Regions from separate parts of the Mus musculus genome. Here regions 1, 2, 3, 4, 5 and 6 are each linked to region 7. Evidence: chromatin contacts called from public HiChIP or PLAC-seq and promoter capture Hi-C data. All regions are on one chromosome and are shown on one strand. Each heading gives the region's core, a stretch centred on a gene start, on an enhancer-like site or on the middle of the called end of the contact. The rest is flanking DNA. Distances are from core to core; before and after follow the strand shown.

Region 1 (3,652 bases), core at 795-3,294, 590 kb before region 7:
CTAGGAATATTTTAATAAGAAAATAAATAGGAGACACATCCCATTCATCTTGGCTTCTATTCGTGCTATTGTTATATGCATCTCTGCTTTGATCTAGTGTCCTGACACAGCCCGGTCCCAGGTCAGTTGTGCAGAATGAGAGTTGTCACATGTACCAGGCCCAAGCTACATATTCAGCCCTGCATTGAACATTCAGTGCTGCAGATTGGAAATCATGCTGTTTGTCATACCCTAGAAAAGTGCAGAGAACATTCCTTTACTTTGGAACAGCTTGGACCCAAGTGCAGACACACTGTTCCTTCAAGCTGGCATGACCTTCCTTTTGTCAGCTTTCTCCACAAGACCTAGATCAGCCAGTGTCTCCTCAGTGAAGCTCCCCTCCCTAAAGTTTCCTGGGCACAGCCTGTTCTGTTAGCACTTAGCAGATTTGTTTTTCCTTATTCATTTACCTGTCTTCCGTGTCAGACAGGAACAGGGACTGTGTCTTGTCTTGAATTCATCATTTATCTCCTGTGCTGAGCACAAAGACTAGGATGTAGTGGGTGCTCAATAAATGTTTGTCAAATGAGTGATAGTATGGTTAGCTCAATGAGAATTGATGGTGCCCTTTTCCACCTGTCATCCATCACTGTGGTATGAAGTGGGGCCGGGAGGCCTTAAGCAGCACACACTTGAGAATCAAAGGAGGGAGGCAAAGTGAGAATTAAGAAGAGCTACCCCTTATTGAGTGTTTATTTGCTCTGGGCCCAGCACTGTCTTAGTCTTTTTTCAATGTATGAGTGCACTTAATCCTTAGATCAATCTGTTAAGACAGGTTCTGCTTATTCTCCTTGTAAAAGCATAAGGAAGTTCAATAACTTGCCCAAGGTCACACAGCAACAGCACTTGAGATAAATACTGGTGCAGATTAGTCACTTATCTATACCTTTTTGGCTGTTTCCTAGAAAGAAGCCCTGAGATCTTGAGGTATCCAACTTGTGTAATGATTTAACTTGCCTTCTGTATGTCTGTGTTCTATCCTATAGCACTCAGGCTGACATTGAACTCAGTCCTCCTGCTTCAGCTTTTGAGTGCTAGGATTGCAATTGTTGGTGTGTGCCAGTATGTGTAGCTGTAGTTCAGTTCTCATTTTTTTCATATCTGTGTGTGTGTGTGTGTGTGTGTGTGTGTGTGTGTGTCCCAAGTGCAGACACATGCCATCAGGCTGGCATAACCTTTTGTCAACCCCTTCCACCCCAAGACCCAGCTTAGCCAGTGTGTCTCCTTAGTGAAGACCACTTCCCTCAAGTCTCCTGGGCTTGAGAGGAAATCTCTTTCCTCTTGCCACCTGAGGACCTCCTCTTGGTCCTGAGGGTCAAACTCAGGTGATCAATTTGGTGGCAGGGTGCCTTTACCTTAAACCGTTTCACTGGATTACTTTGGTTCTTTTGTAAGTTCAGAAGTATTTTCCAGTAAAACTAAAATACTTCATTTCCCCTAAGAACCCTTTTTGTTCTAGACCTTTGTAGAAACTGTTCTCTCTGTAACACCCTTTCTTGCTGTCTTCTTCAAACCCAATCTTGCTCTTGGCTTCTCTTTTCCACCATGAGTCAGTCTAGATGTCATTTCTGTGAAAAGGGGGTTTTCTTTCTTAGGAGTCCCAACAGTCCCTGGGTATCCCTGTCATATCAATTGTTTCAGTGTTGAAAACCTCACTGTGATGATCATCTGTTCTTGGCTGACTTCTGCTCAAAACTGTAAATGTGAAGACTTGTCCCTTGTTACCATCGATCCTCTGTACCTTAAGCACCCCTGTCCTGGACACACTGTGTGCTCACTGTTTGTCCTAGACACACTGTGTGTTCACTGTTTGTCCTAGACACACTGTGTGTTCACTGTTTGGATAAGGGATGGATATATGGGCTAGCTATGATCTAAGTCTCTGAGCCTTGAGTTTTAATGTCACTTAGTCAGTCATATTAGATGCTGCTGTAGGATGTCTTGTGTACTCTGTGTACTCTCCATTGGTCACTGGGGATGATGACTAATGCCATTCCTAGTTAGAGATGCCTACAGTCTACAGAGATCTTCCAATGACAGTGAGTCATCTGAGCATCAGCATAGTGCAGTACCAGACAGGGAAATAATCATGCTCAGGCAAATCGATTTGTACCAAGAAGGCCAAGCATCTCTTCCACAGCAACTCGACAACTCTCTAGACCACCTCTGGCCAACAGTTCTTGTTTGTACAGAAACAGAAATTCAAAAAAGGAAGATAAAGGAGATCTTATACATTTGAGAAAGAACATGTTGAAAAGCAATGCCTTTTATAGGTGGAGATTAACCAAACAGAAAACTTGTAGGTCTTTTTGTTTTATTATTGTTGTTTTTGAGTCTCTGTGTATAGTCAAAGCTCACTTCCTCCCTCGACCTCTCAAGGGCTAGGATTCCAGGTGTAACCCAACATGTCTGGCAAAACAAACAAACAAACAAACACAAACACCAAAACAAAACTTACTAGACAAAATATTTTCTTTTGTTTTGGAATGAGGTCCCACTATACTACCCTGAACTATCTTGAACTCCTGGGCTTAAGTAATCTTCCTGTCTCATCTGAGAATGTTTTGTTTTATAAGTGAAGGTCTTTTAAATTTTTTTTTTTTCTTTTTCGAGACAGGGTTTCTCTGTGTAGCCCTGGCTGTCCTGGGACTTAATTTGTAGACCAGGTTGGCCTTGAACTCAGAAATCTACCTGCCTCTGCCTCCCAAGTGCTGGGATCAAAGGTGTGCGCCACCACTGCTCGGCTTTAATTTTTTAAAAAATTTAAATTTATTTACTTTATGTCTGTGTGGGAGCCCATATATGAAGATCAAAGGATTAGTTGTGGGATTAGCTCTCTTCTACTGTCTTAGTTAGGCTTTTACTGTTGTGAACAGATGCCATGACCAAGGCAGCTCTTATACTGACATTCAGTTGGGCCTGGCTTACGGTTCAGAGGTTCAGTCCAGTATCATCAAAGCAGGAGCATGGCAGTGTCCAGGCAGGCATGGTGCAGGAGGAGCTGGTTCTGAGCTTCATCTGGAGGCCACTAGGAGAAGACTGGCTTCCAGGCAGCTAGGAGGAGGGTAATAAAGCCCACAGTGACACACCTACTCCAACAATAGTGACACTCTCACTCCCTGGGTCAAGCATATACAAACCATCACACCTACCTTGTTGTCCCAGAGAAGGAACTGGGGTCTTTAGCTTTGTGGCACATGCAGCTGAGCCAGCTCCTAGCCCAGAGAGCTTGAAGCTTAAATGTCTTTAAGGCATCTCTACCTTGCTTGCTGTGGGTTTTGGTTTTGGTTTTGTTTTTGAGACAAGGTAGACTTGGTTGACTTGGAACTTACCATCTAGACCAGGCTGGTTTTGAACTCAGAGATCTGCCTGCTTTGGCGTTCCAAGCTGGGATTAAAGGTACATACTACCAGGGTACTTGCTTTCTTTAGGCAGCTTGTCTAAAACTCAGTTGCTCATCTCTTTCCCCCAAACGTGTTGCTTTTTCTGTGTTCCTTCTCTCTTTTCCCTGCGATACCAGGTGTTCACGCTGGAAATGAAGGTAGGTGTCCTTTTTAAATTTTTCTCCTTCTAGCCTGTTTAAATGTTGTTCTGGGGCTGCCTCCTTTCCAGT
Region 2 (3,506 bases), core at 114-2,613, 770 kb before region 7:
GACCCAGAATCAGCATCCAAACGTTGACACCATTGCATACACTAGCAAGATTTTATCGAAAGGACCCAGATGTAGCTGTCTCTTGTGAGACTATGCCGGGGCCTAGCAAACACAGAAGTGGATGCTCACAGTCAGCTAATGGATGGATCACAGGGCTCCCAATGGAGGAGCTAGAGAAAGTACCCAAGGAGCTAAAGGGATCTGCAACCCTATAGGTGGAACAACATTATGAACCAACCAGTACCCCGGAGCTCTTGACTCTAGCTGCATATGTATCAAAAGATGGCCTAGTCGGCCATCACTGGAAAGAGAGGCCCATTGGACATGCAAACTTTATATGCCCCAGTACAGGGGAACGCCAGGGCCAAAAAGGGGGAGTGGGTGGGTAGGGGAGTGGGGGTGGGTGGGTATGGGGGACTTTTGGTATAGCATTGGAAATGTAAATGAGCTAAATACCTAATAAAAAATTAAAAAAAAAAAAAGGACCCAGAAGCCTGGCAGTGGTGGCACACACCTTTTATCCCATCATTTGGAAGGCAGAGGCAGTGAGTTCAAGGCAGTATAGAATGAGTTCCAGGACAGCCAGGGCTATACAGAGAAACAAGTCCTTGAACAAGAAAAACAATCAATAACTGATCCAGGGTGTCAGATTTAGATTTGAATCTAGGAATGTCTATTTATGTTCACTGTCTCAATTTCTCTCATAGTCAGAGAGGATCCAGAACAGGGCTTCCCATAAAACAGGTTAGGCTTGAACTTGCTATGTATCCAAGCATGGCCTTTAACCTCTGATCTTTCTGCCTCTGCCTCCCAAGCTGAGATCCAGCACATGTGACAAGGCTGTCTTACCAAACTAAGCAACAGCTGGACTAGTGAGTAAAATGCCTGCTGATGGGCAGACTTTGGGATCCAACTCAGTGATTCAACGAAGTTAAGTAAAAACTGGAGAGACAGCTAAGTGGTGAAAAGCATTTTCAGGACTGGGTTTGGGCTCCCAGTATCCACATGGTGGCTCACAACTCTGTGACTCTTATTCTGAGGATTGAACATCCTCTTCAGTTTTCATGGGTGAAGACATACAGGCAAAACATCCATGCAAACATACAAATATGTATGTACACACACACATTTAAAGAAAACTAAGATCTTTTCACCCTTGTCAGCAGGCACTAGAAAGGACAGATAAGGAAGGGCAGGACAGAGAGGATAAAGCATACTTGCCAGCCACAACATCTTCCACCATTTCTTTAAAAACAGAAAAGGAATAAACTGTCCAAAGACATTAACCTAGCTTAGTAAACTGCACTGCAGCAACTTAACTGGCTTAATCCTGAGTCATGAGGACTGCTGGGAAATGCTTATGAGGATGTTGAATGACTAACAGGGTAAAAACAGCTGCTACAACATGAAGAATAAAGCTCAGCGGTAAGAACCCCACCCCACCCCCAAGCAGGGCTGCTGACAGGCTGTGCACTTTCTCTAGGGAGAGAGATTATATTTAATGTTTTTAAGCCATGGGGAACAAGACACAGACTTCCCCTCATGCCTAGTGTTACTGTTCTTGTCTGGGTTCTAAAAGGAACACTTAGGTCTTTACATCATCAATTTCCATGCTGCCTCCAGACCCCACCCACCTTCCCCGTGCTCCCCAAGACCTGGGGGATGTAACACAGGTCTGTGGTGAAACATACAGTACCTTTCTTGGTTGTGGTGAAGTATTTTGAGTCAGTCATTTTGGTCCTTTATCTGTGGCCAGACTCTGCAAGACAGAGAAGAGGGTGGATCTGTGCTCTATTCCATTTTCAGTCAGCGTATGTACAGGGATCCAGAACACACAAGTAGGGAAGATAGCTGTTTATCTCATTTCACAGGCAAATGAACTGTTGGATTATGGTTGGTCTCATTTTGGAGGGTAACTGAAGAATCTATCAGTGTTTTGAATATCTTTTTTTTTAATTAGGTATTTTCCTCGTTTACATTTCCAATGCTATCCCAAAAGTCCCCCATACCCACCCCCACAATCCCCTACCCACCCACTCCCCCTTGAATATCTTTTGACACACTTTTTCTTCTAGGAATCTGCCACAGAATGGGAGCCTGAGGTCATCTGGCTTTTTCAGTATCATTATCTATGACCATACTACTGGAAAAAACTTCCTGACTATCAGTAAACACACAGTCACAGATAACTATAGACGAAAACATAGATTAGAAATACACATCTCTTGCCAGGCAGTCTTAGCTCCGCCCTCTGTAGAATTCATTGTGTTTAGAATGTTCTAAATCTCCACTTCAGCTGTGGGCTCAGCTCACCAAAGCTCAGGGGCCATCCTCACCTCAGGGATGCAAATTTCCGTGAGAAATGAAAAGTTTAAGAGTGAGGGAGGGGGCTGGAAAGATGTTTCAGTAGTCAAGAGCACTGGATGCTCTTGCAGAGGACACCAGATTTGTTTCTTAGCACCCACATGGCGGCTGACAACCACCTCTAATTACATGGGACCCAAACACACTTTTCCTGCCTCCAAGGACACATGCATTCACTCAGGATATTTTATATCCCTAAAATAAATACTTAACTATTTAAAATTTGTATGTGTGTGTGCTAGTGTTGTGCCTGCATGTACATCTGTACATTCTGTACTGCAGAAGTCCCTGGTGCCTGTGGAGGCAAGAGGGCATCAGGTCCCTTGGAACTGGAATTGCAGATAGTTGTGAGTCACCATGTGAGTGCTGAGAATCAAACTAGGGTCCTCCAGAAGAGCAGCTGGTGTTTTTAACTGCTGAGTCATTTCTCCAGCCCCCTAAATAAATCTCAAGAAATGGGGGGGGGTGTCTTCTTCCCACAACTCCCATCAAGTTTCTAAACATCTACTATTATCTCTCAAAGGCTGGAGTCTGGCACACTGTGACAACAGCGCTTCTCACATCTGTCTGGTCAAGTTTTTGTTTTTTTTTTAAAAATAATATCCAGCATAGAACTTGTAGTGCAAAGCACTGTAGAAGTCAGGGAGTCAGAGAAAGTACTGAAGCTCCCATGATCATGTAGCAAGCATTTACTGAGCCTCTACTCTGTGCTCAACAGCTCTCTTGATCAACAGCTAAGAGAGTAAAGGGAAGTGGGAGGGACACAGGCAAGATGGCTCTGCAGGGAAAAGCTCTAGCCATGCAAATATGGTCAGAGCCCTGTCCTCCCTCTCCTATGGGGAAGAATTCCTTCAAGAGAGCATACACCTCGAGCTCAGGGAGAACTAGGATTCCATTCAGCCACCTACAAGCTGTGACTTGAGCAGGTTACACAGCCTCCTCGAGACTTTCGATAAAGTTAAAAACTGGGGAGATGGCTCCTTCAGTGAAGTGAGGACATGAGTTCAAATCTCTAGCTCCCATGTAAAAGCCAGGTGCAGGGTTGCGTGACTTTAAGTGGAAGTAGGTGGGTCCCAAGAACTCATTAGTCAGCCAGTCTAACTGGATCAGGGAGCTCCTGGAGGTGTGAGAACCCCCTCAAA
Region 3 (3,853 bases), core at 1,030-3,529, 830 kb before region 7:
ACGGTCTCTCTGTGTAGCCTTGGCTGTCCTGGAACTCACTCTGTAGACCAGGCTGGCCTCGAACTCAGAAATCCTCCTGACTCTGCCTCCCGAGTGAAAGGAGACTCTTGAGACCAGAGCAGCTGCCTGGAAGAGAGTTTTAGACCAACTGAGGCACCTAGAAAGGACATTCCAGAACCTGTTGAGCTGCCTGCAGGCTATGATCAGGTTCCCATCTTTGGGAGCTGTCACTCATGCTTGGGTGGGCCTTTGGTGATGCTGCTGTTTGAGCCATGTCTGTTCTTGTAACTCCAATAAAAATTGGGCTTTTGTGGTTTCAGTCCTTTGGTCTGTTGTGGGTTCCCTATCAGGAGTGCACAGACTTGTGTGTGACATCTCCCCCAGGAAGTTTGTCAGACAACACTGGTGACCAACAGAGCTTAGATTCAGTCTTCTATGTCCAGAACACTGAAGCACAGTGAGGTGGCTATAAGTAGGGGTCAAATTCCTGCAGAGCTGCTGATGGCAATGGTACCTTAACCTCCCCAGTCCTCAGCTTCCCTAGATCTACAAAACCATCATATGAGGCTGGATAAGGGAACCTGCCACCATGCCACAATACCCAGGATCCCACATGGTGAAAGGCAGAACAAACTCCCAAAAGTTTGCCTTGCCTACATACCTTGACACAGACACACACTCACTAAACAGATGTAATAAAAAGTATCGGTGTATCAGATTATTTTGAAGATGATTGCTGGGTATGACGGTTCATTACTGCTTGTTCCAGGACAAGTCATTTCTCAATTCCTTCACTTAGAATTCAGTCTCCATAGCCAATTCTTCAGGACTTCACTCCCTGCTAGGTGTTATTTTTTTTTTTTTTTTTGTTTAACAACTCCGTGTCCACAATGTTCACCCCCAAACCTGGGATTTCTCCCTCATCTATACTCACACACTCACCTCACTAACATACATCATCAGTTTTCAACAGGCAGTCAAGATCCAGCATCCCCTCTCCCCATTCAACCTAAACCACTTGCCTCCCTCAGAGGCTTCCCTGACCCTGACCCTGACGCTGCAACAACAGCAGTTACAGGAGCCCTTATGGCTGCTACGTCAGCCTCTCCTAAATTCCTCCTTAGAGAGAGGCCTGGGATCCCAACAGAGAGAGCACACCATGAGTTCAAAGCCAGCTCAGGCTACATAGCAGAACTCTGTAAAAGTAATGACATGGTGGAACATTCCTTTAATCCCAGCACTCAGGCGGCAGAGACAGGCAGATCTCTATGACTTTTGAGGCCAGCCTGGTCTATATAGGGAGTTCCAGGCCAGCCTGGTCTACATAGTGAGATCCTGCCTCAAAACCACAACAAACTCCAACAATAATAATTTAATAATAATTAACAAATAAACCGGGGGCTGGGGAGATGGCTCAGTGGTTAAGAGCACCAACTGCTCTTCCGAAGATCCGGAGTTCAAATCCCAGCAACCACATGGTGGCTCACAACCATCCGTAACAAAATCTGATGCCCTCTTCTGGAGTATCTGAGGACAGCTACAGTGAACTTACATATAATAAATAAATCTTTAAAAAAAAACAAACAAATAAACCTCTCTTCCATGACCTTTGAAAAGCATGGTCCACAAGGCCCTAATGTTTCACCACTTCAGCCTTGCAAACCTACCCATTTTTCTTTCCTTCTTCCTTCCTTTCCTTTTTTTGAGATAGGCTTCCTCAGTGTGAAAAACTTTCCCTCTAGATGACTCTCAGCTTCCTCCGTCGCCTCCTTCCTTGATCTGAGTTAAAATTAAGTCCACACACCCCCACAAGATTTCCAGTCTCTCTCCAGCATCTCACTCCTCTCTCGGGCGACAGTAGGGGGCAGGATTCCCTAGATCTTCCAGGTTCCTCCTAAGGCGTGTAGTTGCCCCTGCCACACCCCCTCTTTTAACCTAACCCGCAGCCACCTTCCGATCCCTGAGCCTCATCGTCCTTGTACCTTAAGCTATCCCTGGGCCGTCCTGCAGGAAGAGCACCCAGTTATCTGACTTGCAGAGGTCCACCCGGGACGGAGGTGACTCTGCAGTCCCCGGCCCCTATCGCTTCCGGGGAGGCCACTGTCACGGGGGAAGGACAGCTGAAAGGATCTGAACCCCGCCTAGGAAGACCCAGACCCGGAGTTAAAGGGGGGGTGAGGTGGGGGTGATGCCTTAGGGCCTAAGGCCCGAGAAAGGCACGGCCCCTTTAAGAGCGCAGCTCCGCCCCTTCCTGGCCGGATCCAAATTCCAGGGGGGCGGGGCAGAGCGGACGCCTGGAAGCAGCGATCTCGGGCGACGCCTGTGTGCGGCGGCGCGGCCCGGCTCCGGCCCCGCCGGGGCGATGCTCCCCGGGGCGGCGGGGTGAGCCAGGTGAGCGCGGGGACCCCCAGGAGCCCTAGCCAGAGTGCCTGGAGGTGGGCCGGGCGGTGCGGGCTCTCTGCTTCCCAGGGCTGTGTGACCCTGACTGGGCACTCACCCTCTCTGGACCAGGCCTCGAGCACTGCGGAGGCTCGCGGGGGCCGTTCGGAGTCCCGGCCTTTCAGGCACCAGCTCGGGCGGCTTTTCGCAGCAGGAATCCGGCCTGCCTGGGTGACCCGATTCCTCCACCCACTGCTCTGCGACCTTCGGCGAATGCCTGCCCTTACTGCGCCTCAGTTTCCTCATCTGTAGAATGGAGACGCGGTCGCCGCTCAGCCTGTGGCGCGGCCCTTAGCGGAGAGGAGAAGGGAAAGGCGGGACTTCGTGCAGGTTATGGGCTGAGCAATGGAAACAGTCTCTCCGTGGTTCTGGGCGAGGCTCCTCTCCTGTCCCTCCCTACCCACATGTCTTCATGTTTTTAAATGGCATTTCTTCCTCGTGGGTGCCAACTTGTCCCCAGCCACCCTCTCCCGACCAGCCAGACAGCAAACATAAACACTACAATGGTGTAAATGTTACTGAGTCCCTTAAAGCAGGTCATGGCACCGTGAGAACAATGTGGTGCTACGTTTGCTTGTTCACAGCTTGCTCTTAAACTTAGCGTCTCCCCTGAGTGGCGGGCTGGTAGAGGTGGACCATTCTGAACCCTTTCGAGTCTTCACAGCAATCCTGACCTATGTCCCCACAGTGACTCCACTGGCTCTGGGCATGGCGAACCCAGTGGCGGGCATCGCAGGCTCTGCCGCCAAGAGTGTGCGACCCTTCCGATCCAGTGAGGCCTATGTGGAAGCCATGAAGGAAGACCTGGCCGATTGGCTCAATGCTTTGTACAGTCTAGGTCTCCCCGGCAGTGGCGATGGCTTCCTCACGGGGCTGGCCACAGGCACAACCCTGTGCCAACATGCCAACGCTGTCACCGAGGCTGCCCGGGCTCTGGCTGCTGCCCGTCCAACCCGAGGTGTGGCCTTCCAGGCACACAGTGTGGCGCCTGGCTCCTTCATGGCCCGAGACAACGTGGCCTCTTTCATCGGCTGGTGCCGGGCTGAGCTGGGCGTGCCTGAAGTGCTCATGTTTGAGACAGAGGACCTGGTGCTACGCAAGAACGAGAAGAGTGTGGTGCTCTGCCTGCTGGAGGTCGCCCGGCGTGGGGCGCGCCTTGGCCTGCTTGCCCCGAGGCTGGTACAGTTCGAGCAGGAGATCGAGCGGGAGCTTCGAGCTACCCCTCAGGTTTCCAGCGTCCCTGCTGCTGAAGAGGATGTCACTGAAATTGCCACTGTACCAGGGGTTCCCACCCGCACACCCCGCATGACGCCCAATGACCTTCGAAACCTTGATGAGCTGGTGAGTCTTCTGATATCCACATTGGGTGTCCCATCCCGTCCCGTCCCGTCCCCCCCCCCCCATCAGGGGACCA
Region 4 (3,696 bases), core at 510-3,009, 570 kb before region 7:
GCAGTGCACAGTCTCATCTTGGTACACAAGTCCAGAGGGTGAGTTGTGTTTTGGTAGGTGACACTAAGGAAAATTTTTTACCTTTTGGCACATGTCCATCAGCAGTATTAGAATGTTCCTATTGCCCTATGTTTTTAGTCAATCTGCAATTTTACTAAATTAAAATTAAAACACAATCTGGGTGGTAGTGGCACAAACTTTTTATCCCAGCACTCAGGAGGCAGAGGTAGGTGTTCTCTGTGAGTTGAGGCCAACCTGGTCTATAGAACGAATTCCAGGACAGCCAGGGCTACACAGAGAAACCCTGTCTCAAATAAAATAAAACACTAAAATGTATAGTTTGTTTTAAGTATTCCCTTGGTAGTTTCAGCTATTGATCATCTCTGTGTTAGGCGCCCTACCCCAGTCCTTCAAATCAGCTTCCTGCTATATTTTTTTCTTCAGATTTATTTTGTGTATATGGCTATTTTTCCTACATGTATGTCTGTGTACCATGTGCATGCAAGGTGACTGAGGAGGCCGGAAGAGGGCACTGGAACTGAATGGTTGTGGGACTCTGGTGGGTGCTAGGAATTACTAGGCCCTCATGAAGAGCAGTCAGTGCTCTTAACACTGAGCCATCTCTCTAGCTCCTGTATCTTTATTTTTTGTTTATACCCACCAAATAGACAGATTTTGAGTATACTACTTGATTATTTACCACAAAATGGTAAGTAAGAACTAGACGATGACTCAGAGATACCTATTTCACCAATTTCTTTCTTTTTCTTTTTGAGTCATTATCTAGAGCTGACTATGTGTTCTCCAGGCTGGCCCTCACCCACGGAAATCTACCTGCCTCTGCTCAGTGCTGGCATTAAAAGCTTGTGTAACCGTGCCCAGCCCAGTTCCCCCAATTTCTAATTAGTGCTCACATCGATTAGTTTTGCCCTCCCTTACTGTCCATTGTTATATTACTATTTTGTAGCACTGAGGATGAAATACAAGGTCTCTCACATGCTAGGCAAGTAACTATTCTGCCACTGAGCTGCACCCATAAGCCACCATCAACCATTTTTAAACTTTAGATAAATAAAACCAATTTCTATTTTTAGTGCCACCTTTTCCTCAAGATCATCTTGTGAGATTTGAGTGCATGGCGTGTAGTGATATTTTCCCTCATTTTCATGACTGTGCAGAATTCCAGTATATTACTATAACAGATTATTTATCCCTTCTACTGTTGAAAGACTCCTAGGTTGTTGGGTTGTTTCTTGGTTTTTGCTGTTATAGGTAATGTTGAATAGTTTCCCAAAGTAATTGAATCACTTTGCATCAGCAGTGTATGTGATTTCTGGTTCTTCCGCCTGCCTGCCAACACTTGGCATTCTCTCAGGGTGAATTTTTAAATCCATTCGAGAGTGTTTCGAGATGAGAGAGAGGACAAGAACAAGGTCACAGGGAAGCTTGAGTTAAATACTTCAGTACTTTTACCTCTCAGGGAGTTTTCTGCAAGTCACTGCTGCATCCAGAGCTTGCTTTAAGCTCGACTTACAACACAGAAGCATTCACCTACTGGCCTGGGTTTTATGGCTCAGATAGTTCTTGCCTTAATCTTCAGCAGTAACCCAAGAGATAAAACCAGGAAAGTGGGTGTTGTCAGCTTCTAGAGAGGCCCCTTCATTACTGAAGCTCTAGGTTAAGGAAGTACACAGAGACAGGCAGTGACTTCGTGCATTTGAGGTCGGAAAGAATGAATGCACTGTGGCTTTGTTTTTTCTTTCTGCCAATGCCGGGGATGGAACCTAGAGCTTTGCGCATGCGGAGTGAGTGCTTTGCTGCTGAGCTACACTCCCAGCCCCCACGTTCTTTTTTTTAAATCACTTGAGACAGATGTCACTATTTACCAAGGCCAGAGTGTGAAATTGAAGCCAAGAGTCAGTGTAATGAATCTGTTTTCTTATTTTCACGGGGATGGGAATCTCTGGGTTGAGAAAAGTGTTGCTGTGTCTGGTCTGTCTCATCTTCTGCAGGTCCCTTCTATCTCACCAGAGGCATGCTCAGAATATTTGACTTGGCAAGAGTCTGTCCTTCATCCTTGTCACTTAGCCCTAATAATGGTGTCTTCTATTCTCCTCACAGGGATGAAGCTGAAATGGAGTATTTGAAGATAGCTCAGGACCTGGAGATGTATGGTGTGAACTACTTTACAATCCGGGTGCGTTGACTCCTTCCCCAGTTCCCTGGCTCTCAGAAAGACTGAGTCGAGGCCACACAGGCAGATGGGTCACTTCCTCATCCCAGGGTGCTTAGAGTCTTTATGGTTCAGTAGTAAAGAAGAAACGGGAAGACAAGGTCGAGAGCCTGGTTTCATTTGGGGCTTCGAATTAGATCAGAAATAGATCAAATTAAGTGTCATTGGTACCCTGAGGGACTCAGGCCCGGTTCTCTTCTTAGCAGAGACCTGTTGGAATGCTGGCCATGTAATGTTTGATTATTCCGGCCTCTTGGGAAATCCAAGGAGCACCTGGAAATAATGTCTTTCCCCGGGGCCCACTGCTCTTAGAGATTCCTAATTTGTTTGGGTGGAACTCTTGTTCTCACTGTGAGGCTAATTAGTTTTCTATTCAGACCATTAATGGTCTGCAGGCCTCCGGGAACCATGCCTCTGCAGAGAAAGGCATTTGTGTTCTGTTCAGGTCTGGCCCTAGAGCGTGTTTCTCGCTCGTTGGGGGATTTGGCTGCTGGCTGCGGTATTCATGGCTTCCTCCAGAGGAGCACATGCCAAGTACCGGGCTTTTCCTCACTGCTGGGTGGCGGGTGCCAGGAAGCTTGGCTACAGAGGAGTAGCCATTGAAGGTCAGCTGCAGCCATCCCCTGGACTATCCCACAAACTCTTTGCTTCCCCCTTTTGGGGTCCTACAGACAGCCTTTATGTTAACGTTGAGTAAATTGAATTAAGCATGATTTCAGTATTCTAGGATAGCTTTCTACTTAATTTGTTTCCTAAATGCAGGTTTTTGTGGATTTTTTTTTTTTTTTTTTTTTTTTGCATTAAAAATCAGGGCATAAGCCGGGTGTGGTGGTGCACGCCTTTAATCCCAGCACTTGGGAGGCAGAGGCAGGCAGATTTCTGAGTTCAAGGCCAGCCTGGTCTACAGAGTGAGTTCCAGGACAGCCAGGGCTACACAGAGAAACCCTGTCTCAAAAAAAACCCAAAAGGCTGGTGAGATGGCTCAGTAGCTAAGAACACTGACTGCTCTTCCAAAGGTCCTGAGTTCAGGAACCACATGGTGGCTCACAACCACCGGTAATGAGATCTGACGCCCTCTTCTGGTGTCTGAAGACAGCTACAGTGTACTTATGTATAACAATAAATAAACATCTTAAAAAAAACTTTAAAAACAAAACAAAAAACAAACAAACAAACAAAAAAACCAGGGCACACTGAAATGTACTACCACAATAAGCAAGGGCCTAAAAGATATTTTACTTGTAGCAGGACCTGAGTTCAAGTCCCAGCTCGTGGTTTGGGAGGCTCACAATTGCCTGACATTCCAGCTCCAGGGGATCTGAGGCCTGTGGATTCTGAGGGCACTTGCACTTATGTGCACAGACACAGAAATACGTAACTAAAAACCATCAAAATAAGAACAAATCTTTAAAAAAATAAGAATAAAAAAGAATGCAGAAGGTTGTTTCTCGTGTGTCATGAGG
Region 5 (4,070 bases), core at 441-2,940, 700 kb after region 7:
CCTTGGGTTTCAACTTCCTTCTTGTAGAATCCGACTGTCTTGCACAGTTGTTATCTTGGCAATCTGACTTTCAGTGCCTGCTGTACATTCACGGGACGTTTTCTCTTCCCTGCCTACATTATAAAGTTCTCACCACTTGCACGGGGTCGCCCTTTGATGCCTAGATCACCATCACCACCACTACCAGATACCTTTTTACATGGCACCATCCCTGGCAAGAAGGAAAAAAAAAAAAAAAAAAAAGGCAAGGTAGGTCAGTCTGGAGACGGGCCAGGGCCTGACAAGCGGTAGGGTGAGGGCGCACAGCGCTAAATAGACAATCCCGGAAACAGGCACCCACCTCGGCCATTCATTGATCTCAGCCAGCGCGAGCAGGCGGTTCACTGGAGCAATCGGCTTCCCACTCAGGTAGGGAAGACTAGGAAACCTCCACAGCCGGCGTCTTCGTCGGTTTGGCGCATTTCTTCTGCCTCCCCCGCAAGGGGCTTCCTTCTCTAGGTCTTATTTTCCAATATATAAGGTGAGAGGACCACCTCTTGGGGCTGTGGGAGGAAACAAAAAGACTTTAAATGGACACAGGTCCTCTCTTTGGGTGTGTAAAGGTTGGTCTTGGAGAAATCTGAGTTGGAGCTCTCTGAGAGACTACAGGAGCCAGCTCAGCCCTACCTCAGTTCCACATTATAGTGTTAGCAGAGATTAGAATCCCTGCTAGGTGGGATGAACCTCGACTCCATTACCCATAGGCTTTTGTCTCATCTGTATAAGGGAACAGTCAAATCTCATTAAGTTGTTATGGATATTATAATCTGATACACAACACACAACACACACACACACACACACAAGAAATACGTTGGTGCTTTTATGGTTTTTATTTGATTTACAGTTTTTATTTATCAAGCTGGACTCCAGACTTTATCTGCCCAGGCTCCACCCTACTTTTTTCTTAGGCAAGACCAGTAGGGCGGCTCCACAGCCTCCAGGATGACAGGGAAGCTTTCCCTCCAGGGTCTGAGCTCTTGGGTCTCCTGGTTGACTCTTTGTATTGTCTCCTTGGGATCTTCAGTTTCCCCCATTTGTTGAGTTGCGAGGTTCATACTCCCTATTTAGAACTTCGGGGGTCTCAGAGGCAGACTTTAAAGAATTTGGGAGAGCATGCTACATATATGAGCAAGGAAGGTACGATATGATTGATCCTGCTCCATCTCAGATGTCCTGGGCGACTCAATAATTGTCAAAATGCTGCTGGTCACCCAGTCTCCTTACCCTGAGGTGGCACAGACCAGGTGTCCCGAAAGCGCCCTTTGAGCGTTGAGTTGACTGGGCAGTCTGTGTACTAAGGCGCCTAGTGGGTGGAGTCCGGAGAAAGGATGTGGTCTCAAGAACAAAAAGGAGGGCAGGGAGGGGCTGTCAGGACCGCTCAGGGCTTACAGGATCCCAAGATACTTATTTGCCCGGTTTGTGGCACATTCCGGACTTTGGCTTAGAGCCTGTATCCTGGTGAAGCCCACCCGAGGATGTCTAGGACCTCGCAACAGCAGTCCCCAAAACTACAATACCCAACATGCCTGTACAGTGAGGGGCTGGAGTCTTTTGGGGGCGGGTCCTAAAAAATTGAATTTTCCCAATGGGACCAGAGCAGGGGCGTGTCTCAACAGAGAATTGGCTGGGACAGCTTGGCAGGGCGGAGCCAGCCATCTGGCTGGCGCCGCGGGACAGGCGTCTGCAGCAGAGTCCAGGGTACGTTGCTGAACCGGCCTGGGCTCCTGGGCTGCGGCTCCTCCCGTCGGTCTGCCGGTCTCTACTGCATCTACCGGGTCCCGACCAAACTAACACGAAACTGCGCCGGAACGGCGGGCCGGACTGAGAGGTGGGTATGAGGATCTCGGGTCTACTCTAGGAGTCCGGATGAGTCCGGGGAAGGGGGTGTGAAACCTGGATGTCTGGACAGGGATTCTGAAACTCCCAGGTCCGGGAACCCTAGCCAAATCACGAGAACTCCAAAGACACATGGTTGAAGTTCTGAGACCCTGGGGAAAGAGTCTTGAAGAGACTCTATGGACTTGGAAGAGGCTTCTCGATCCCCAGAGACACTAATCTATAGGGAGCTGATACCTCGAGGAATCTTTCCCAGATCCTGACCCATCTCTCGCAGGGCCTTAACAATCCCCAGGACTGAAAACTCTGTAGCATGAAGCCATGAGAATGGTGGCAAGCAGTGGCAGGAATTTCTGAGCAGACAGTCCCGAGTATCACCTAGGTTTGGAACTAACAACACCCTTACCCAACATGAAGAAGCATAGCATGTCCACAATACTTAAGATTGGGCACTGGGGAGGGGTAGTTACCCCAGACAGAGTATCTAGACTAGGAGGTAAAGACTCTAGCAGTGCCTTCCAACTCCAACTAGTGCGCACTGGGACTCCCCCAGACCCATTCACCGGATGGGGTGACTCACACCAAGTGACTGTTGTAGAGAGGGAGTGGATGATTTCGGGATGAATCAATGGAGGTGGGGGGTCCAGAGGCCATTTCAGTCACCACATTAGCAAAACATCCAGGTGTGCTAGACCATGGAACCACAAATTCCAGAGACACTGGGGACTCCAGGAAGGAGTGATTTGGGCTAGAGACTGGCACCAGATTTAGGAATCCATTTTGACGGTCAGTGGTTGAACAAGAAACAAACAGCCTGGAGTCTTGGGCAGCATCTTGGAAGGGGACTTCAGAAGGCAGAAGTCACCAAGATTTGTGTTAGGTTCTTTCTGCCCTTTGAGTCTGAGTTTTTCTGACCCCCTGTGATGAATCTTTGACCATCTCCCATCCTCTCAGTTTGCCTGAAGTCCAGAGGTTGGGTGGGTCAGCTTCCCAAGGCCCTTCCAGTTGGAAAGTGAACTGTGAGTGAATTCTGAGTGTGTGAATGGACAGGGAGAGAGGGACACCTGGCTCCCCAAGGTCAGGTCTGCTGACATCAGGGAGGAAAGGAGTCAAAACTGAAGGCTGGCTCCAAGAACTGCCAGACACAGGTAGCTCCCATACCTGTGGGAATGACAGTCTTAGTAAGAATTGGATATGGGCTCAGCCCACAGCCAGACGCCCAGCTTGTGGAGGTGGGTGGAGGGGCAGGCTCGGTGGCCCCTAGAGGTGAGTGGGTATGGCAGGTAACTAGAGACTGGCGTGTACCCCCTGGTGGTAAGCATGGCTTGGTGGGCCTTGCTGAGTCCTCTTCTCCATCTAGGTACAGGCCCTTCTTGTGTGGGGCTTAGTCAGGATGTCAACTTAGACCACAGGGCAGACTGGCAGCCAAGCTGGTAAGGCTGAAACAGAAACACCTATTCTTGGTTTGGTGAGGTTTTTTTTTTTTTTTTTTCTTCAGCAAAATACCCTGGGGCAGAGGACAGTTCCCAGCCAGGAGCCACATGTCAGGGTAGGACAGGAAAGACATGAACGCTTATGGGCTAAAGAGGGCAACAGAGGCATAAACCCCAGGGGACCGAGATTTCTACAAAATCTTCAGCAACCTAACTCATGTCTGCCTTTTGCAGAATTCTGAGTGCCACCAGGACCTGGCGGGAGCTGACATACTGAAGGAATTAGGGGCCAGCAAGATGGCAGACGAGGCTTTAGCTGGGCTGGATGAAGGAGCCCTCCGAAAACTGGTAATAAGTAGCTCTATTACTGTACTGTGGGGTGGCCAACCCAGGGATGTAGGCCACTTCTTATGTACTTCTCAGTACATAAGGAGGGGGAGGGGTTTGGAGGAGAGGCTCAGGGAACAGCGCCAGGTTGGTTCCATTTGGCTGCTCCAGAGGCTCTTGTGGCATGTTCCTGTCCATGTCAGGTGCTGAGACCTGGTACCTACCCACCCCCAACTGTCATCTCTTGTTTAAACAGTAACTGCTGGGACTCACCCATGGGCTGCTATAGGTGTGGGAAGGCTGGATCTGCCTCTTCCTAGCAGCATGGGCACTGCCCACTCCTGTAGGCCTGCCCAGTGATAATGGGCAGCAATGAGTAACAAACCAGAGAACAACTGCTGGGTGCTGAGCACAGTATCTGACAGGTCACAG
Region 6 (4,012 bases), core at 19-2,518, 640 kb before region 7:
TCAGACACATCCTATTTTCTCCTCCTACCCAAGGTCATCCCTCCAGAAAAGGCTGAGTTTACAAGGTACACTCTAGGCTTTTTTCCCATTGTCGGCTTCTCTCTCATTACCCAGCACGGAAGTGAAGGGCACGCGTCCCAACTCTTCTATCCGTGCTTTCCTAATGTGCACAGCGATCTAACGGAACTCCATGGCCACATTCTTGGGCTGGGGCAGGAGTAACGCAGGTCCCTTTCCACAGGTGTGAGGGCAGGTGTTCCACTTCTTTAGCTAATGCTTTTTGCACAAACCCTGTCCTAAAACTTGTGAGGGTGTGGGGCTGGGGAAACAGGAGAGCAGGGTCAGAAGTGCTCCGGGTGATAGGTGCAGAGATGGGGGTAGCACCGGGCGTGGCATCGAGGAGGGAGGAGCAGCCCAGAGCCAGTCAGGGGAAGGAAGCCAAGCTCTCCAAAGCCAGAATTGAGCCTCTCTCCTAGGAGGCCACCAGCCGTGGTACAAAGTGCAGAGTGCATCGTAAGACCTGGGTCCTAACATCCAGAGCTGCCTCCACATGGCACGGACGCTGACCTTGAACAGCTCCCACCCCACTCTGTTGACCCACCTGTACAAAGCAGGGTGCGGAATCACTTTGGGAATTCCCACCGTACCCCCAGTCCTCCTCTCCTTCCAAAACTTTCTGCTGGCTCAGAAGACCCCAGCGCGTGCTAAACCACAAAGGCCAGGCAAAAGGCTGCCAATATCCTCTGCCTTCGTCCGGGATCCAGGGCTCAAAACCTGTCCCTCCCACTCACCTCATTTTTTATTCTCAGCCCAGATCCAGGTCCCAAACAGGACAAAGAACCTGCCCAGCTAGGCATGGTAGTGCACACCCTCACTATCTGGGAGGCAGAGGCAAGAAGATTCCGAGGTCGAATCACATGTAGTACGAACCTGTTTAAAAACCAAAACCATCCCCATACCTTTTCACCTTCCCCATTCTTTCTCAGCCTCAGGCCTACATCCTGGTAGCTCTCTGCCTCTAACCCCTCAATTCCAAATCCGAGAGTCTGTTTTTCATTCCAGCCCCCTCCCCTGCTCCTGTTCCGGGCACGCAGTCAGCCCCGTCGGCCTCTCACCGCACAGCACCCGCAGCCGCGAGGTCCCCAGCACGGGGTCTCGGCTTCGTGAATAGCCGCCGTGCCGCTGCAGAGATGATGCACAACCGCGGAGCCATGTTGGACCGGAGCAGGTTGGAGGAAAGCCACGCCTCAGCCCAGTGGCTGGGGGCAGGACTAGAGAAAACCACGCCCTCCCCTCGCCAGCTTCCCTTTCAAACACAAGCAGGTGGGAGTCCCCCAACTCTACAGTTGCACAGTCCATACCCACACCTCCGAGCTCTTGAAACTCTGCAGCTAACTAGTTCTGTTCTCTTCAACGACCTTTTCCCCTCTGTACCTGGGAATTCATCTCGATAATCGCAGGGTTGTATGTCCTGGACATTCTGAGGATAAACTAAAGACAGTCTTTATACCCCTAAAATTGTTCACAAACTATGTGAGTTCCCTTCCTCCTTGGGTGCTGGAGGTGGAGCCCAGGACCTCACACATGGCTTGGCAAATGTTCTGTCTACATCTTGTGTTCTTCTGTGTCAAGGCATCAACAGACAATATTTGTCTATTCAAAAGAACAAAATCTATAACAATTTTTAAAAGAGAGAGAGAGAGAGAGCCTGGGGGGGGTCCAGAAGCCTCAAATATCCTGGAACTGGAGTTTAAAGGAGATTTTGAGGCACTCTAATGGGTACTGGGATCCAAACTCAGGTCTCCTCCAAGAGCTTTTAAAGGCAGAACTGTCTCTTTAACCATTTAAAACAGATGGACAAGACTCTGAGCAAGCAGGATGCTCTTTCTCCAAAGCCCGAGTGTGATGGTGCACTTAAGAGGCTGAGACGAACTGGGCAGTGGTGGCGCATGCCTTTAATACCAGCACTCGGGAGACAGGCGGATTTCTGAGTTCGAGGCCAGCCTGGTCTACAAAGTGGGTTCCAGGACAGCCAGGGCTATACAGAGAAACCCTGTCTCGAAAAACAAAATAAAACAAAACAAAACAACAACAAAAAGAGACTACGGAATTAAAACAACAAACAAAAAACATTTTCTCTTCACTGTCTATTCACCTGGAGGCTCTATATTTGCTTTCTCAGCCCACACAGAGATGGATCCCTTCTGATCCCCTGGGGGACACAGGGACAGAGACACACCAACGGGGGAGTGGGGTGGGGGAGGATGCCAAGCCACCGACTGTAATTCGGTGCAGGGGATTTACAGCCGGTATAACTAACTTCCGGAGTGCTTCAAACTGTGAGTCTGGCAAGTTAGGTCTCATCTAAGATCTTGAGACAGCAAAGGTTGGCTGAACAAGTCCTATCTGTACTTCTTGGCAGCCAAGGCCTGGTGGAGCAGACAAATCACTCCAATCACTGCTGACTGAAACCTCCAAGGCAGAGATGTTAGCCATGCCCCGCCCCCTCCATCAGCTAGGCTACTGGCAAGTGAGCCCCAAGGATCTCCTTGTCTATGCTTCCCCAACATTGGGATTACAAGCAACCTCTCCTGCTGTGGTGCTGGGAATCGAACTAAGGTCTTTGGGCTTATACTAACGTGACCCAGTCCGTGGGTCAGACAACAGGGTGAGAGAGAGAGAGAGAGAGAGAGAGAGGGAGAGAGAGAGAGAGAGAGAGAGAGAGAGAGAGAGAGAGAGAGAGAGAGAGAACTGAGGGGGCAAGAGATGTGAAGAATGGAGTGGAGACAAGACAGCCTGTCTGATCAAGTCTCCAGTCTCCAGTCTCATTTATTGTAAGGCAGCTATGGGTATATATAAGCACAAGCTGGGGTGGGGTGCAGCTGGAGACACTTAACCACAAGTCCAGGATGTATAGGAGAAAAACAAGATGTTATCAGAGTGTGTTCAGCTGTGGTGGGCTTCTTGTAAAACCAGCCTGCTAGGAAAACCAGTCTCTTGTCAGGGTGGACAAGCACCACCTGTAGGTAAACAGCCCAAGATGGCTGCAGAGATGGTAGCCGCTTTCTGCTAGGAGTCGGCTTCCAACACTAACTGAGCTATCCTCAACCCAGCCATTTAAATTTCAACTATGTGGGAGTTTGGATGGGAACGACCATCTTAGGCTCACATATGTTTGAATATTTGGTGTCCAGCTGGTGGAGCTATCTGGGAAGGACTAGAAGCGTGGCCTTGGTTGAAGAGCTATGTCATTATGTGCAGGTTTTGAGGTTTCAAACACCCACAGCCATTTCTATCACCTCTCCTGTGGATCAAGATGTGATCTCTCAGTTACTGCTCCAGCACTGCGCCTGTCTTATCTGCTGCCATGCCTCCTGCTATCATGGTCATGAACTCTAAGCCTCTGGAACATATGTAAGCCCACAACAAACTCTACAAATATTGCCTTAATCATGGGTTTTATCACAGCAATAGAAAAGCACCTGAGATAAACTGTGATTCTTTTTCCCCCTTTTTTATTTAATTTTGTGTGTATGTGTGCATGCAGGAATGTATGTATGTGTACCACATCTATGTAGTGCCCAAGGAGGTGAGAAGAGGCACCATGTAGTCTGGAAGTTACAGATGGTTGTGAGCCAGGATGAGGGCGCTGGAAACCAAACGCAGGTCCTCTGCAAGAGCAGCCAATGCACTTAATGCTGACCCATCTCTCCAGCCCTTCCTTTGAGTTTTTGTTTTGTTTTGTTTTGTTTTGTTTGTTTTTGTTTTTGGCTTTTTCCAGACAGGGTTTCTCTGTATAGCCCTGGCTGCCCTCGAACTCACTCTGTAGACCAGGCTGGCCTCAAACTCAGAAATACCCCTGCCTCTGCCTCCCAAATGCTGGGACTAAAGGCGTGCGCCACCACTGCCCAGCAAATGTGTAGCCCAGGCTGGCTTCGAACTCGTGATCCTCCTGCCTCTGCCTCTGCCTCTGCCTCTGCCTCTGCCTCTGCCTCTGCCTCTGCCTCTGCCT
Region 7 (4,088 bases), core at 1,095-3,594:
AAAAACAAAACAAACAAAAAAACACAAGCTCTTGTATGATCTTCCCAACAAAGAGATGGAAAAAAAAAACAACAAAACAAAAACCAAGGTATGAAGAGAAATCTGACGCCAGCAGAGATGGGCAGGAGGGCTGTCAGGGCCCTGGGGTGACTGTGCTTGCAGTGGATAGAGTGAGGGTCCCTAGGTGTGGTGGGGGCTGCAGGAGCCCTGACAGGTTCACTCACTGCTGCATCTGGGAACCTAGAACCAAATGCCAAACTTTCCAGACAGTCAGGAAATGGAGTTGGGGCCGGGCGGTGGTGGTGGTGGTGGTGGCGCACGCCTTTAATCCCAGCACTCGGGAGGGAGGCAGAGGCAGGCAGATTTCCGAGTTCGAGGCCAGCCTGGTCTACAAAGTGAGTTCCAGGACAGCCAGGGCTACACAAAGAAACCCTGTCTCGTAAAACCAACTGGGAGCGGAGCAGCTCTGCCGTCCCTAGAATGCCTCAGTTTCCCCTCCTGCCCCTTCCTGGTCCTCCATGTGTTCACTCTCTCACTAGTCCCCAAGATTCTCTGAGGTTCAGGTACCCTAAGGGCTGAGGCTTACATAGGGCTCCAAGAGTGATTCTGTGTTCCCCGTGAGGTTCGCCTGATTCTGCAGCTGGCTGAGGAGCTGAGAGGAAGAGTTGGAGCAGCCACGATTGGCCAGTGCCATGCTCAGGATGAGGAGACTGAGGGTCAAACCTGGGCAGAGAAGAGCGCATCAGTTACCTGACTGGTGGTTGTCCAGCCCAGGGGAGGAGCTGGGCACACAGTAGGGTCTGGGTTTGCACAGAAGCACTCACTGGGGCTACCACCTTCCACCATAAACCAAACAGGGTGAAGGAGATGGTGGTGGCTGCAATTTCCCTGCAGCTCTTCGGGGAGAGGTTGGGTTGTAGCCTCCAGCATCCCTGTCCTGACTTTATGGCATAACGAACAGACAAGAGAGTCCTCTATAAGATATCTGGCCTCATACAAGGGTTAGCTCTGTCCTAAGACTGACAGGTTAAGTTCCTGACTACTTTATAGACCTTAACATTCCCTGTAGGCAGAATAGAGTTGACCAGGGGTCTGTCCTGAGGTGCAGCCCCAGGGCAGCAGGTCACCTAAGCTCTTTTCACAGAGCCAGAAAAAGCACCTCTCCACTCACTGGGCCAGCCAGTGCTGACGGCCATTCTGCTGAAAGGTGAGCAAGATGCGAGAGGAAAGCCTGTCCAGGTCACCCATGCTCAGCACTCGCCCTGCCCTTCCTGCCACCGACACACGAACCCCTAACACACGCACACACCAGGACTGCTGGGAGCCCAGGAGAAGGTTGTAGGGGTGAGGGCAGATGATCATAGTTCCAGCTCGCAGGCCCCCACCCTCACAGGCACCGGCAGCCACGTGGTCGGAAGGGGCCTGTGGTGCAATGGCCCGGAAGGCTACGACACCATCCTTCCCTTCCTACAAACCAACCAGCCCCACCCCACCCCACCCCCTCGCCCCTGGGGAGGGCCTGTAGCCCAGGCGTGCCAACCACAAGTCCCCTCCCCATCTTCCCCCGTGTCTGCAGCTACACTGCCAGTGAGGGTCCACAGCGAGCTTGTAACAGGTGCACATGGACCAGTGCCTGTGGGGGTGTGCCCGTAGACCTAGGTGAGGCACTGCAGTACCTGCCCCGGTCACCGGGGGTTCTGGTCTGCAGGTGAGACTTCCTACCTTACTGAGAGGGAGGACCTGTTCCCACATAGATGGCTCTGCTTGCCTGTCCCCGTGTGGGTGTGGCTGTATGAGTGGCGGGATGATCTAAGGACCTCTGGCTTGGCTGACTTTGCATCTGCCCCAGACCCCGAGAATTGAATCAGAGCAAGAAGTGAGCCCCTTGCTCCATTTCCGCGCAGATCTGGAACTTCCTTCTCTGCTCATCCCCTACCTGCCTTGGGCTTCTCCAGACTCTTCTCACTCTTTCTCCTCTTCCCTCATGCCCTGGTCCCCGGCATGGTCTCTCTCACGCCTCCCTCTGGAATACCTTCCAGAAATACTACGTTTCCACCTGTGGCTATGCTGGGGTCTCAGTGGATCCCTGCCCTACTAGTTCTCCCTCTCGTCCACATCCTTCACTTGATCTACAGCTCCCAAGGGCAGAGGGTGCCTACAGCAGCCAGTTGGCCCAGCTGCGCCCTGGGATGGTAGAAAGGAAGGAAGTACTTACTGAGCAGTGTTCTTAGAAGCCGTGTCTGCATACTGGGTCCTGGTACTCTGGCCCGTGCCTCTCAGGGGTGACACAGCTTGGCTGGGTGTCCTGCAGGCTGGCAGCCACTTTATGCCCGACGGGGCGATTGGCCAACATCTCGTGAGGTGGGTGGGGAGGGGGAGGGGGAAGGGCAGGCCTTCTGGGAACATGACCCCAAAAACCAAAGTCTCCCCAGGCGGCCAATGGGCGCCATGCGCCATGACATGCCCGCTCCTCCTCCCGTTTTCTTCGAATTCGTTCTTCGAGGTCAGCCCCACGCCCAAGGATGATGTAAACCGCAGCCTCAGCCTTCTTGGGGTGAGCGGGCAGCACGGGGGTCCGTATCATCTTCAGGGATCAGTCCAGGGGTCAGAGCACGACTTGCAAGGGAGGCCACCCCTGGTCCAGAAACTACCAACCTCCTAGGACACGAAGGTTTAGGGCTAAAGGGAGCCAGACATCTTCCTTGTTGAGTGCCCTTCCCACCCTCTCGCTTGGGCTGTCGGGACATCTGTGAGCGGAAACCACCAGGCTCTGGGCACAGAGCCAGACTTGGGCCCCAAAGATTGTGCCTCTAATCCCAGGTCAGCATCTTCTAGCCCAACTCATTTCCATTGTCTCTATTAACTGTCCTCGCCCAGCCTTCCCAATCCCAGATCCTCTCTCTGTAGACAGGGTCCTTTAGGACCCTTGGAGCAAGAGAAATTAGAGAACGGGTTCAAAGCTTGTGACACGCTGTGTCGCTGTGTTGTCTGAGGCAAGTCACTCAGCTACTTTGAGCCCCACCTGAGAAAGCGAGAGAGAAAAGCACTCCTTGGTTCACCCCTCAAGGTCACTGCCAACATGGACATAAAAGGCAAAAAAGCCTTTGAAGAAAAAAGAAAAGACTAGGCTTGAATTCCAAGTACTGGTTTTCAGGGGATGGGATGGAGGGGGCGGGGGAGACCGGGAAGCTGTGAGCTCAGAGGGGAAGCTGGAGGGAGGGGTGGGGGAGCTGCGACAGTTGGACACAAGGTTTCACTTTCTCTGAAAGATAGCGATCCATCATGGGTGGGTCTTCTGCTTCTCCGCACTGAGGGACTGAGGCCCAGGCTGAGCCAGATCCACAGGCCATGCTTGGAAGCCACAGCACATCTGCCAAGCTAGAATGAGCATCCTTAGGCTGTACCTGCTGTTGGCCCTCATATATTCATTCAACAACCCCCCCACTCCCTATCCAGGAGGCGACTGTGCCCCCATCCACATATTCTCTGCACCTAGCAGAGTGTCCCCCTTGTTAGCAACTCCCCAGTACAGTCTAGACTAGATCCTTCTGAAGTCTTCATTTCCTCCTACTGAATTTCTTACCTCTGCCCACTCCAGGGTGCTGTTCCCTAGGGCCCTGGTCAGGGATCCTTCTGCATTTCATATCCGTGATGTCATCCTGGGACAGTCCCTATACCCCTACACTCAAGCTCTCACTGTGATAAGGAGACAGAGGGAAGCTCCAAGCAGCCCCAGATCTAGCCGGAGAGTGTTATGTCGTGCTTCTCGGAACCCATATGTTGGCAAGAGACCCTCCTTCACCTCAGTTGTTCCTTCCTCTCTCCCATGGACCATACACTACCTCCTCTGTTTAGAATAAAGGTGCCAAGGGGTGACTTGCCCTGTTGGAGGACACCTGCACAGTTGGGGGAGGTGTCCAGAGCCGGATGGCGTGGTACACATTTGTAATCTCTATTTCTCTAGAGGCTGAGACAGGACTGTGCATCAGAGGCCAGCCTGGGATAGACAAGGGGACTGATCTCAAAGCAAAATCAGGAGCTGGGCATACAGTCTCAAATAAATAAATAAATAAATTCAATTAAATAAA

The links. Promoter capture Hi-C pulls out the DNA fragments that hold promoters and counts their contacts. HiChIP or PLAC-seq counts read pairs in DNA pulled down with a chosen protein or histone mark.
Region 1: a contact with region 7 is called in an H3K4me3 HiChIP or PLAC-seq map of bone marrow-derived macrophages, with 5 times the contacts expected there. The contact joins the enhancer-like site here to the promoter of Osm in region 7. A contact is called at or near these places in 7 of 39 promoter capture datasets (the 3T3-L1 cell line, embryonic stem cells, hippocampal neurons and 3 more), 1 of 15 datasets of contacts at CTCF or cohesin (large pre-B cells), 9 of 484 Hi-C or Micro-C datasets (the HL-1 cell line, Sertoli cells, Th2 cells and 6 more), 8 of 115 datasets of contacts at active chromatin or transcription factors (the 230-238 cell line, acute myeloid leukemia, bone marrow-derived macrophages and 2 more) and 2 of 9 other capture datasets (adipose tissue and embryonic stem cells).
Region 2: a contact with region 7 is called in an H3K4me3 HiChIP or PLAC-seq map of bone marrow-derived macrophages, with 3 times the contacts expected there. The contact joins the enhancer-like site here to the promoter of Osm in region 7.
Region 3: a contact with region 7 is called in an H3K4me3 HiChIP or PLAC-seq map of bone marrow-derived macrophages, with 2.9 times the contacts expected there. The contact joins the promoter of Gas2l1 here to the promoter of Osm in region 7. A contact is called at or near these places in 2 of 115 datasets of contacts at active chromatin or transcription factors (astrocytes and bone marrow-derived macrophages).
Region 4: an H3K4me3 HiChIP or PLAC-seq map of bone marrow-derived macrophages shows a contact between it and region 7, with 5 times the contacts expected there. The contact joins the enhancer-like site here to the promoter of Osm in region 7. A contact is called at or near these places in 8 of 39 promoter capture datasets (the 3T3-L1 cell line, the C10 cell line, embryonic stem cells and 3 more), 2 of 484 Hi-C or Micro-C datasets (Th2 cells and bone marrow-derived macrophages), 8 of 115 datasets of contacts at active chromatin or transcription factors (bone marrow-derived macrophages, embryonic basal ganglia, embryonic stem cells and 2 more) and 2 of 9 other capture datasets (adipose tissue and embryonic stem cells).
Region 5: a contact with region 7 is called in an H3K27ac HiChIP or PLAC-seq map of microglia, with 5 times the contacts expected there. The contact joins the promoter of Smtn here to the promoter of Osm in region 7. A contact is called at or near these places in 2 of 115 datasets of contacts at active chromatin or transcription factors (astrocytes and microglia).
Region 6: a contact with region 7 is called in a promoter capture Hi-C map of embryonic stem cells, with 3 times the contacts expected there. The contact joins the promoter of Nipsnap1 here to the promoter of Osm in region 7. A contact is called at or near these places in 2 of 39 promoter capture datasets (both in embryonic stem cells), 2 of 15 datasets of contacts at CTCF or cohesin (embryonic stem cells and large pre-B cells), 2 of 484 Hi-C or Micro-C datasets (the Ba/F3 cell line and myocytes), 14 of 115 datasets of contacts at active chromatin or transcription factors (the 230-238 cell line, bone marrow-derived macrophages, embryonic basal ganglia and 6 more) and 3 of 9 other capture datasets (embryonic stem cells, macrophages and pancreatic islet).

Annotation. Positions count from the first base shown.
Region 1 is chr11:4,824,758-4,828,409 of GRCm38.p6, reverse strand. All of the region lies in intron 1 of Nf2 (neurofibromin 2), which reads left to right. Among named protein-coding and RNA genes, the nearest start is that of Nf2, 23 kb to the left of the region's middle. Within about 2 kb of position 2,044, at least 64 of the 459 cell types and tissues checked have an H3K27ac peak or open chromatin away from gene starts, as enhancers often do. A contact at or near this core is called in the HL-1 cell line, Th2 cells, bone marrow-derived macrophages and 3 more, where this site is marked.
Region 2 is chr11:5,007,783-5,011,288 of GRCm38.p6, reverse strand. Ap1b1 (adaptor protein complex AP-1, beta 1 subunit) reads right to left here. Exons shown (of 21, transcript NM_007454.3): 2 at 1,697-1,759. The coding sequence starts at 1,733. Among named protein-coding and RNA genes, the nearest start is that of Ap1b1, 23 kb to the right of the region's middle. Within about 2 kb of position 1,363, at least 68 of the 459 cell types and tissues checked have an H3K27ac peak or open chromatin away from gene starts, as enhancers often do. A contact at or near this core is called in bone marrow-derived macrophages, where this site is marked.
Region 3 is chr11:5,063,753-5,067,605 of GRCm38.p6, reverse strand. Gas2l1 (growth arrest-specific 2 like 1) reads left to right here and starts at 2,279. Exons shown (of 7, transcript NM_144560.3): 1 at 2,279-2,391; 2 at 2,512-2,769; 3 at 3,128-3,780. The coding sequence starts at 3,148.
Region 4 is chr11:4,802,179-4,805,874 of GRCm38.p6, reverse strand. It overlaps Nf2 (neurofibromin 2), which reads left to right. Exons shown (of 17, transcript NM_001252250.1): 7 at 2,122-2,197. Among named protein-coding and RNA genes, the nearest start is that of Nf2, 46 kb to the left of the region's middle. Within about 2 kb of position 1,759, at least 94 of the 459 cell types and tissues checked have an H3K27ac peak or open chromatin away from gene starts, as enhancers often do. A contact at or near this core is called in Th2 cells, adipose tissue, bone marrow-derived macrophages and 1 more, where this site is marked.
Region 5 is chr11:3,536,912-3,540,981 of GRCm38.p6, reverse strand. Smtn (smoothelin) reads left to right here and starts at 1,690. Exons shown (of 20, transcript NM_001284427.1): 1 at 1,690-1,870; 2 at 3,546-3,659. The coding sequence starts at 3,609. It overlaps Gm11946 (a long non-coding RNA gene), which reads right to left. Exons shown (of 6, transcript XR_001780145.2): 3 at 1,267-4,070; 4 at 341-542; 5 at 1-211.
Region 6 is chr11:4,871,207-4,875,218 of GRCm38.p6, reverse strand. It overlaps Nipsnap1 (nipsnap homolog 1), which reads right to left and starts at 1,268. Exons shown (of 10, transcript NM_008698.3): 1 at 1,116-1,268. The coding sequence starts at 1,213.
Region 7 is chr11:4,235,041-4,239,128 of GRCm38.p6, reverse strand. It overlaps Osm (oncostatin M), which reads right to left and starts at 2,344. Exons shown (of 3, transcript NM_001013365.2): 1 at 2,216-2,344; 2 at 587-723. The coding sequence starts at 2,246.